Linked DNA regions of Gossypium hirsutum: region 1 is linked to region 2. The links are chromatin contacts, called in public Hi-C maps. All regions are on one chromosome and are shown on one strand. The core of a region is the stretch at or near the end of the contact, and the rest is flanking DNA. Distances in the headings are between cores, read along the strand shown.

What was found. A called contact is a pair of places that touch in the nucleus more often than the background predicts.
Region 1: a contact with region 2 is called in a Hi-C map of leaf, with 2.2 times the contacts expected there. The contact joins the promoter of LOC107914835 here to the enhancer-like site in region 2. A contact is called at or near these places in 2 of 34 Hi-C or Micro-C datasets (both in leaf).

The regions. Positions count from the first base shown.
Region 1 is chrD10:29,592,335-29,598,058 of Gossypium_hirsutum_v2.1, forward strand. LOC107914835 (transcriptional corepressor LEUNIG_HOMOLOG) reads right to left here and starts at 3,017. Exons shown (of 20, transcript XM_016843880.2): 1 at 2,857-3,017; 2 at 2,666-2,756; 3 at 2,477-2,536; 4 at 2,296-2,393; 5 at 1,824-1,933; 6 at 1,444-1,727; 7 at 1,296-1,350; 8 at 1,058-1,169; 9 at 470-519; 10 at 111-383. The coding sequence starts at 2,508.
Region 2 is chrD10:28,933,437-28,938,935 of Gossypium_hirsutum_v2.1, forward strand. No RefSeq gene overlaps it. Among protein-coding and RNA genes, the nearest start is that of LOC107914828, 8.9 kb to the right of the region's middle. Within about 2 kb of position 3,250, at least 8 of the 9 cell types and tissues checked have an H3K27ac peak or open chromatin away from gene starts, as enhancers often do. A contact at or near this core is called in leaf, where this site is marked.

The DNA of each region.
Region 1 (5,724 bases), core at 1,767-4,266, 660 kb after region 2:
ATTTATTTCTCTTAAACAAGAATTTGAAAGACAAATGAAAACTATAAAGGTATATTTGACAATAGGGAATAATACAACAGTTAAAACTAATTCTGGAAGGGAAACCTTACTTTTGATGAAGTTGATTGCATTGGAGAACCTATAGATCCATCATTGACAATTGGCTGGCCTTCTTTTGCATTTAAGGTGCCTCGAGATAGTCCTGAAAATCTTTTAGGATCCATATCTCCATACATAGGGGAACTACCCATATTTCCTTGTGTCTGGACCTGCGCTAAGACCTGTTGTTGTTGCTGCTGTGGCAAAAGCTGAAACTGGTTTGCATTCTGTATGAATGGCTTTTGCACTTGAGCACCTAAATTTGGCCGAATTTGATCAATGCCCTGTAAAATAGGACAGAGTCAATTAAGGACAATAACCCAAATATGGAAAATAAAAATTAAGGACACAAGTCTAGTTTAAAGCTTACGGTTAATCGCCAACCCTTCAACGGAAGGCTACCAACTCCAGGGTTCAAACCTTAAAGAAGAAAAGTAAGCATGGAAATATAAGAATATATACAAGAATGCCTCGATTTAATAAACTACAGAACCAAAAGTTATTATATATGGTGCCTTCATTTCAAAAGAGAAATAAACCAGACAAAATAGAAACAGCAACTTCATGCAGTATTTTTTTAGAGTAGCTAGATTTAGCAAACGACAGTGCCAAACTAGAGAATCACCCAATTATCTTAAGTTACAGCGCACTAAGCATATCTTGCAGTAGCCCACAAGCAAACACCTAACCTACTAGCTTTCCTTTTGAAACTTTTGGGATCATATTGGCCAAATTTAGAAGCACGTGAGTTGAATAAGGTAGGAAAGATAAGATGGACTGTGATGAAACCAAATATAAAAATTTTTGTAGAGGCTGAATGGAAATGACATAATGTTATAGTAAATCAATAAATCCATGACAAGGTAATTAGAAGTTAGGTTATGGAAATGAAACTCATTAGTATGCAGCAAGGTGAATGGTGCAAAGTGAATATAACACCAGTAGTTACAAAGAGTACCTGTATTTCCTATTCCAGGTTTTGACTGCATGATTCCCTGTCCATAAATTGAGGAGGGATCCATGGGCATGGCTCTCTGTGGACCGCCCAAATTCACATCACCCTTAATGTCCTGCAAGGATATATATATATATATATATTAGTTCAAGAAAACAGAAAGAGATTGATTGCAAAATGTTGCAGCAAATACAGAAAGAACTTTTTCCAAGTAGCAAAAAAAAGTTAGTAGAATCAATGCCTGAATTTGTTGCAATGCTGCAGTTACACTTCCTTGATTTCCTTGAACCAACTGACTGCATCAGAGACAATTTTGATTTGTCATTAACCAGAAAAATGTTAATCGCAATAGACAAAATACCTTACCTAAAATGTACAAGTATATTTACCCAGGATGATTTGTAGCTGATTTTAAGAGGGCCATCCTAGCATCAAGAAGTGGCTGGGATGTCTCTGAATTTATTGCATTTGGGTGTTTCATGCGCTCTTCATACATTTTTGCTGCCAATGCACTTGCATTTGACTGCCCTAGCATTCCTTCAGAGCCAGTTGCATTTACAGGACCACCTAAAGAAGGATGATTAGGATCCCTGCGTTGCATCTGAGCTTGACGCATCAGTTGCAACTGCTGCATCTGCAACTGCTGTTGCTCCTTTGCCTTGATTTGTTGTGCCTGTAAGTAAATCCATAATGGTTCAAATCATTTGGTATAAATTGAAGAAATGACAAGGTACTTACAATAATACTTGCTAAAGTTGTAAGAAGTCACCTCTATGTATGCTGCAGCAGCCTCTGAATGCTTGTCATTTGTTCTCGATATAAATATGTCCCAAAAGACAGACCACCACTCAAAAAGAAACCCACCGGGAGCATCAATCGCTGGGTAAACAAGCAAGTCCTCAATAAATCACTTGTAAAACCAGATTCCCTCAACCAACAATATGCTACACAATTACAACATAACCAAGCAAAGTATAACCTTTAATTCCAAAGAAAAATTACCCCCTCCATTACGACCATTAATTTGGCATTTCTTACATTAATGTTAAGAATCTAAATGGCATACCCATTTAAAATGCCCAAGAAAAGTACGACAAGGTACTTTTAGGTAAAGTCAAAAGTCAATGTAACTTAGGTAAAAACAGATTCATATAAGAACTCCATTTCTGCATAAAATCTTCAGTCACACAATGTCATGAATTAACTAACAGAAATTGTACATAGTCAAAACCAATTCTTACCTACTGGATCCGGGGCGACTTTCCCTTCTGTCATGAAGGACTTTGCAGTGACATGCAGTTTTTTCTTTACCAAATAATCATATATATAAACATCAAGCCTGCCAACCAAAATTTAAATAGAAGTAAAGGAATCAAATTAAACTAAAAATAATATTCATTTTCTGAAATATCATATAGATACATCTTATCTGCTTCCCAATTACTCTGCGCCATCGTTTCAGCTCAAAAACAAATTAATTAACTGTTCAAAACAAAGCAAAGCAAAATTGATGTAGGGTTAAATTAAAAATTCGATTTACCAAAAAAGTTTACAAATTTAGTACAAGATATTATAATTGTAAAACATGAAACTACGTTGATCAAAACTAACCTTAAAGGGAGCAATTCAACGGATCAAGTCAATAGATCAAAGCCTGCATTACCACTCTTGACCTAGTGAAGAAGCGATCTAATATTGGTTTCTGCATTCAATAAGAAACAATTTAAAAAAAATCATAAATTTCCATAAAGCATCTTAATAAAAGATGAGATTAAATTAAAGAAGAAGGAAAAAGGTAAGACCTTATGAATTCAGAAAAGGAAGCTATAAATGGAATTAGGGTTTTCCTTTTAATAAGTTGATTTGATATCTATGATAGTTAACATAAGTGAAAATGGCCAAAAGGGAGAGTTTGAATAAGATCCAAACCAGAGATTCGGGTACTCGGGATCTGACTCAACAAACCTCAGGTTTGGAGTCCTTGAAGTTCAGAATAGTTGGTTCGGACTTTCTCAGTTCTCACACACCACGTCAGCAAAAGGACCCACCACATGCTTTTATATATACTTCTAAGTTTTTTCTTTTCTTTTTCTTTTTTTGATATAAATAGGTAATTTAATATGAAAAAGAATTCCTAATCTCACAACACTTCCCTAATTTCTTAGACTGCATTTCGATAAAAATTTTAAATTTTGGAATATTTTTAAAATGTTTATATTTCTGATTATTATGAATGAATAAATTTAAAATAAAAATTAGATTAATGAATTTTAATAAATTAAAACTAATTATAAAAAGTTAATGATATAAAAAATAAATAAGATAAACCTTAAAAAATTAACCAATATAAAACATGCACGAATTTGATTCGATTTATAAATATATATAAATATTTTTAGGGTAAATTACATCAATTATTCTCAAATTTTATTTAAAATTATATTTCGATCACCCAACTTTCAAATACTACATAATAGTTACTAATGTTATCAATTTGTTATATTTTTATCACTCGATTGCTAATTTTCGTTAAAAAAAGTAATATTGTACATTAATTCAAAAAGTTAACAGTTAATTTGGTTTCTCAGTTATAATTAAAAAATATTTTTAATATTTTTAAAGTTTTCTTAACAATAATTGTAAACAAATTCTTTAAAAAAAATATTAGACTAAAAATTATTATAAAAAAATTAAAAATCATAATTTTAAAAAAATAAAAAAAAATATTTTTAAATATGTATAAATCTAAAAAATTCTTAAAACTAAAACTAAAAAAAAGGTAAACTAATATTTCTTCTAAATTTTTATTTTATAAAAATCTTAAAATTTTCAAACTAAAACTCATTTGTTTTTACCTTTGATGAATACTTTCAATCACATCAACAACTTCATGTTGTTTTATCCAAAATTTTGTTTGCAAATTTTATTTTGTTTTTTTCTTTCTCAAATCCCTAAAGCCCCTAGCAAAATATATCTAAATGCAAGTTTCATATTTTGTTACAGCCCGATTTTTAGTGGTGACGGAACAGTGGTTTCGGGGCCACAAATTTCCGTCATGTCAACTTGTAAATATTATTTTTAAAATATTTATAGAGTCAATATAGTCATATTAAAATTTGGTTTAAAAATATTATCGTCTAGATAGTTAATTAAAGAAAAAGAACTAAATTGAAAAAGGTGCAAAACTTGTTAATTTTAGCATTTAGGTGATTAAATGGTTAATTATTATTTGAGAAAGGATTTAAGGGATAATTAAGCCTTAATTTAAGTAAAAGAATTTAAGGGATAATTAAGCCTTAATTTAAGTAGTGGGACGGCTAATTAAAGGAAAATGATAAAATAAAAGGTTTTAATGGTAATTTTGTAATTTATTCAAAATTAAAGAAACAAATTGAAACAAAAGGTTTATTTTTCTCATTTTTCTCTTCTTGATGACCTAGGAAGCTTTTTTTTTCCATCTTTTATCTTTGCATGGTAAGGAAATTGAATCGTTTTCTTGTAATTTTTATGTTTTTGAGATCGTTGCAACTAGGTCTAGCTAGCCCGTACCTTCGTTTTTGATTCTGTTAAAAATTTTGGAAGTTTCCATTGTTGAATATTGGATGTTTTTGATGAATATCATGTATTTGGAGCTTTTATTGTGTTGTGTGATGATTTTGTAAAGTGATTTTTGTTAAATTTTAATTTTAGGATTAAATTATGAAAATGTCAAAATTTTAGGGTTTAATAGAGAATTTGATATTTATTAGGGGCTTTTTGAGAGCCTAGTATATTTGGATAAAATATTTAATTTATAAAAATGGTTAATTTGATGAATTTCGGGTTAAGGGACTAAATTGCAAAAATGGTAAAAGTTTGGGGTAATTGTGTAATTTTGAAAAGTAAAAGGGTATTAATTGTAAAATATTTTGGAATTGAAATATATGTTAATAAATGAAGAATTTTACATTTTAGATCAAAATCTCTTAAATACTCATGGAAAAGGAAAAATAGCAGAATAGTCCTTGAACCTCTGCAGCGACTACAATTCAGTCCAAGTAAGTTCGTACGGTTAAAATTTAACATTTGTATAAATTGATGATTGTTATTATATATATGTTCTATTGTTAGAATTGAATTATTGTTGGAATTATATTATCGAATTTAATACTCAGTTTGGATTGAACGCGGGATTTGAGTACATTCGTGTTTGGTGTATGACGGGGATTTGGAGTGGAGATGGTATTGGAGGGAGATATTGACATATTACCCATATAAGCCAGAGTTTAGCATTTGTTCCGAACTCTCACGTTTTACTTTCTATTTGGTGTGATTTGGGTGGATTAGCTCTCACGAGCTTCTATTCAGCTCTTACGAGATTCTATTAAGCTCTTATGAGCTTTTGTTGGCATGTTCGGGTGGACCAGCTCTTATGAGCTTCTGTTGACGATGTACTCTTACCCATAAGTCATTCTTCAAATGGAAATTTTCGGTAAGCTAATCTGTTAATGAATTTGAAAGATATGTTATTTATTTCATATTAATTTGAACATGGATGAATTGATCGATTGAAGTTGTGAATGATAGGGAGTTCTCTTGGATGATTATTATTGTTTGCATTATTATAGTTAGTTCGGTAAGATTTATCGTATAACTCGTCGAACTTACTAAGCTTCATTAAGCTTACTTGT
Region 2 (5,499 bases), core at 2,000-4,499:
TGATTTGCCATCAATTCCCTTGTCTTTGTTTTGTTTATTTTGTTTATTATTTGTTTAATCGTCATCCTACCTCTGTTTTGCCATCAACTCTGTGGTGTCGTGTTTGTAAGCAGGAGAGCATAGTGTTGTTGTAGTGTAAGTTTTATGATCCGTACCTTCTCTGCAAGGTGGGTGAAGTTAGTAATATAATAATCTATGTTCTAATTGATTCAATAAATCTGTTAGGTGAAGGTCATGGAGCGAATAATTCTCTTACGAATTAGAAGTGTTAGGAACTATTGTGATAGTTTGAGTAAGTAATCGAACATCCAAGAGGCTAATTTTTGGGTTAGAATGCTTATGGTAGCATTTTTGTTTGGAAGTGTTACTTGGAAATTAGTAATTCATTACTGATATCATTGTATAAATATTGATTTTAGGTTCCATTGTTCGCGTTTGTGGTTCTACATCAAAAATAATTTAGGTGTGTTTTTCTATCCCGAAAATTTGACTAGAACTTAGAAAAACCAAAAAAATAGTGGCTGTTTCGAAACTGCTATTCATCACACAACCGTGTGCTAGGCCATCTGGGCCACACAGGCATGTGGTTGGCCGTATGTTAGGCTATGTGATTATATGGGCAATTCGGGTAGGTCATGTAGGGCATGGGCAAATCTAGTAGGTCGTGTGGGCTACATAGGCTAGCCATTTAAGTTGTATGGGCCCATTTTTCGGTTCACCTAGGCCCTTTTGACTCTGAAATTCATAATTAAACATTTTGTGGGGTCCATTTGGCTTAAATAAGACTTGAAATGTGACATCTGTTGATATATGTCTATATGTGATACAAGTAAGGTATGTGAAAAATATATGTATGATTTGTGTTCTGATAACTCCAAAAGCATGATTATGTATGAAAAGTATGCATGACATTTGTTTATAGAATATATGTGTTAGTTTATTTATGCATATGCATCGAGATGGGTTTGATATGTGATGGAGGAAGTGTATTTTGTCAATATTATTGTAATTACGACGGTTAAACCGCAATATCTGTCTGACAGCTTAGCTTCACCTTTATTTTAATTAAGATTTCTGGACTTTTGATTTTTGGACTAAGTTTTCGGATTTAATTTTGTTTTTGGGTTTTTGATCTATTCGTCGGTTTTTGAGTGTTCTTAAACGTAAAACTGCAAAACCATATGAGTTTGACAAATTGGAATTCGGTTTTCAAAACTTAAAAGCTCTGAAAATATCCACTGCAAAATTAAGTATCAAACAAAATGCTTTTCCGTAAAATGAATAAGTTCTGCGGATGAGTTTTTCTAAATAACAATGTAAGAGTTTTCCCAAAAAATTAATAGTTTGAAATCACGCGATTACTAAAGTTAGATTGCAATTTTTGAAAGTTTCGTTGTTTTTATAAATAAATGTTTAACATATAATGCTATGAAATAGGTGTTTTCAAATTTGAGATTTCCTAAAACTCGTATGAACTTAGCTAGATTAAGATTTCATATCACACGATTTCTAAGCTGGATTTTTAATTAGTTTTTCAGACGAGTCGATGTAACTCCTTCAGATTCAACTATAACGTCTAGGTCGGGTTTGGGCTGTTATAAATTCCTTATGATGAAGAATTGAATCTGGCTTCTCCCTAACCTCCAACTCTCACTAAGCCAAAAGAGTACAACCTGAATATTCCATCGCCTTCTTTAAGCCAAATAAAATGTTAAGTAGCTTCTTTTTACGAGTGCCAATATGACCAAATACAAACTTATTCAATTCTCTGGTGCTAGATGTAAACTTAGATAGCGAATCAAACATATTACCATTAAAACTCTATTTTTTTCCTTACAAAATCTAAAAATTTCGGATGTTCAGACCATCCCACCCAAAACTGAAAAGGTCATCCCACAGGAAGGCTTAGCTTTGGTCTAGAAATAAGACAAAGAGGCCTATGGTCTGATTTGATCCTTGTTAAGTGGCTAATCCTACAATTTGGGAATTTATGAACCCAAACAGCATTTCCCATAGCTTGGTCAAGTCTCTCAAATGTTCTCCCTCTGTTCCAGGTAAACAAAAGACCACTGAATCCCAAATCATGTAGATCATTTGATTCCACAAATTCCCTGAAAGAATGGCATCTTTTCCCACAAGATCTACCTCCAGACTTATGACTTGGAGATAGAATTGCATTGATATCCCCTATTGTTATCCTAGGAATCGATTTAGAAGGAACGAAATGCCTCAAATCCTCTTAGACCAAACTCATTTTCTTCTTATTTGGACTTCCATAGACAAAAACCATTAGAACAAATTGTGACAGAATATTACTAAAAAATCTTGTCACAATGAATTGTGGATGATTACATACCACTTCCAACCTAACTGAAATTATCCACCCAAGCCAAAAACCACCAAAAAACTCGATAGCTTCAACCCGATAAGAATGCTGAAATCCCAACTTAGCTATGATTTCATCTGCCTTTCTTCCACTAACCCTCAGCTCTAATAAGCTAACAATATCCAACTTATGTGCCAAATAGTACTCCTTGAAAATACGAGGGAATTTTGCATTCACATATCCTTGAAAATTCCACGAAAAAATAGACAAATTTAAGTCCATAAATAATAATCCCAGACAAAACAAAACTAATCTTACTGCCGAGAAGCATCCTTAGAAACCAAATGCTTTCCGTCACCCTTTGGATCCTCTTGAGCATTTTCTTGCTCAATTTGTGAATTAATAAGTTCAACCAAACTATTAACCGAGTCAAATAAGAGAGCCCGTGAAGATGAAATTTTGAACGTATTCCCTCTATCTTTAATGGTTTTACTAAGTTTTCTACCTTTACGACCTCCTCCAAATTCTCTCCAACGGTTGCAACTCTGCCGTAAATTTTTTTCTACCCAAAATACCCTTATGAACATCCCCATTTTGGTACCTTGATTCGGTTGAACATTCTCCTTAAAAATCACATCCGAATGTTTGGAATGATCCAAAACACCTTCCTTCATTTTAACCGGCACTTCTAACATCCTCTCAAACATCGGGTTAAAATTGGACGAAAAACTGGAATTAAATTTGGAAGAAGGGATAGTATTTACCACTTCCTCACTCCCTTTATGTGCAACATGAAAAGAATAAGAAGCAGTAATGTTACCGTATGCAATAGGAGCAGCAACCTCTCTTAGGCCTAGAACAGAATGGGCTTCATCACTCTGTCCCAGTCTCGTCTGGAGGACCCTCCAACCTACGGGTTACTTTTGGGCCTCCTACCATAGCACCCACTCGCACCTGATTAAAGGAGCCCACTTCGCCTTCTTGAACCGACCTTCCAACCTTAGCCGAAATTAAATTGCTCTCCACCTCTTTATTTCCGACCTTAGCCCTTGTTATCCCCTTATGAACCGAGCTCGCAACAATATTCTGCCAAAAAATTGAGTGTGGGATCTTATCTTTGCCGTGAAAAAGGCAGAATCTCCTTCCATCCTATCTTCTAGAGATGCCTTATTATAGTTAGGGTGAGCGTTTAGTCGAATTGAGTGAAAAAAAATTCAAGTTAATCGATTTTACGAGTCTTTTTTTTATCATTCTAACTCAATTTGAAATTTTTTTCGAATCAAATCCAGTGAAATCAAATTTGAGTCGAGTCGAATTGAGTGAAATTGATCGAGTTAAATTAAAAAAATTAAACATGTCAAATAAAAATATTATTACAGTATGACTAATTCCATGTCATAGCACATAAATTTGAAACCATATATATTTGAAAAAAATTCAAAGAAAAATAAAAAACATATATACTTGAGTACGATAAATTTGAATAGTTAATTAGGTCCCCAAAATTATTATTTTAGAAAATTTTTAAAATTTTAACTTTTTTATATATATATTTAGAATTTTGTAGAATTTTTATAAATTTTTTAAATATAAAATTTGAAATTTTTATAAATATTTTGAATTTTAAAAATTATTTTGAATTTTTGGAAATTATTTTGAATTATTCTGTAATTTTTGTTGAGAGAGACTAATTTGCTTATTTTTAAAGTTGACAGGGACCAGAAGGGTATTTACACCAATTTGTTATTCAAATTGTGAAATTCAACTAGACTTGAATTCGAATCTTGAATCGAGTTATTCGAGTTAACTTGAATAATTCAAATTTTTTTCTATTTTTTCAAATCGAATCGAGTTTTGCTCACTCGTAATTGCCATTAATACTTTCCAAATCATTAATTCGGGATTTACCCATCAAAGTTCCTTGATTTGTGGCTTCGATCTTGCGAGAACCACTGAAATTTCGCCTCTTCCTACATTGCACCAACATCCATGGACCATAGGGTTCTATCTCACCAACACTGCTGTCAACCACCATCGTGGTATCCGTCTTATTGTTTCCTCCATCAGTGGAAGATGCGTCTGCTACTGATCCCAGACTAGTTTTCTTTGTTTTATAGAACTCTTTAGCATGGCCGTAACAACCACACGAAAAGCATACCGTAGGCAAGTATTCATATTCAATTTTCTGAATAACTCCATTAATTAAAACTTGCGACACCAATGGCTTTTCAAGATTGACATAGATTGCCATATTCACGAATCGACCCCGAGCTTTGTTACCTATATTCAAATCTAATTTAGCTACTTTTCCAATCATCCTATCAATTTCTCACAAATTTTTTCGCTTATACATGTGCCCCGAAAGTTCTAGAAGATGGATCCACAACATGACTACACAAGGGAACGACTTAACAGGATCAAATTCAATGGACCATGGTTGCACCGTTAAGTATTTCCCATAAATGATCCAGGGTCCCTGAGATAAAACTCGCTCAAAATACTCAGAACTCTAAAACTTAGCCAAAAAATACCAATTCTTTATGCCCATCAAATAAAAAGGCTTAGAAGGCTTCCACAGAGAATACACTTTATTTTGAAGCGTAGCATACCCAATGTTTCGGCCTAAGAGCTTGATCACCATGGTATTAGTCATATCCTTGATTAATATATAACTTAATCTCGACCCCAAAAAATTACTGGCTTCACTCCTACTTATTACCTTATTTTCAATACAAAATTTAAAAACTTCATACTAAATTAAGTTACAATACTTTTTCGTTGTTCCAACCTTAATGATTTATATTCACATAAAAATTATTATTATAATTAATTATATCTTTCACAAATTTTGAATCTTTATTTATGACATATTTCATTATAATATTATTGGTTATGACATTAATCATTATCAATTTTGTTAATAGAGTCTTAATTTTATTGACATTGTTATTGTTGTCTGTGTAAGAAAATATGAGTTCGAACTCGTTAAAACGCGTTTATCAAGATTGGAGAGAGGTTATAAGTAATTCTAAACTTTGTATAAAAAAAAACTTACCATTTTATTTTTGTAATTATATATTATTTTATTAGCAGAATTAATTTCTTTAAATGTTTTCATGTTTAAATATAATATATTTTAATTAAAACTTACAACAAAATCCGTTCATCCCATG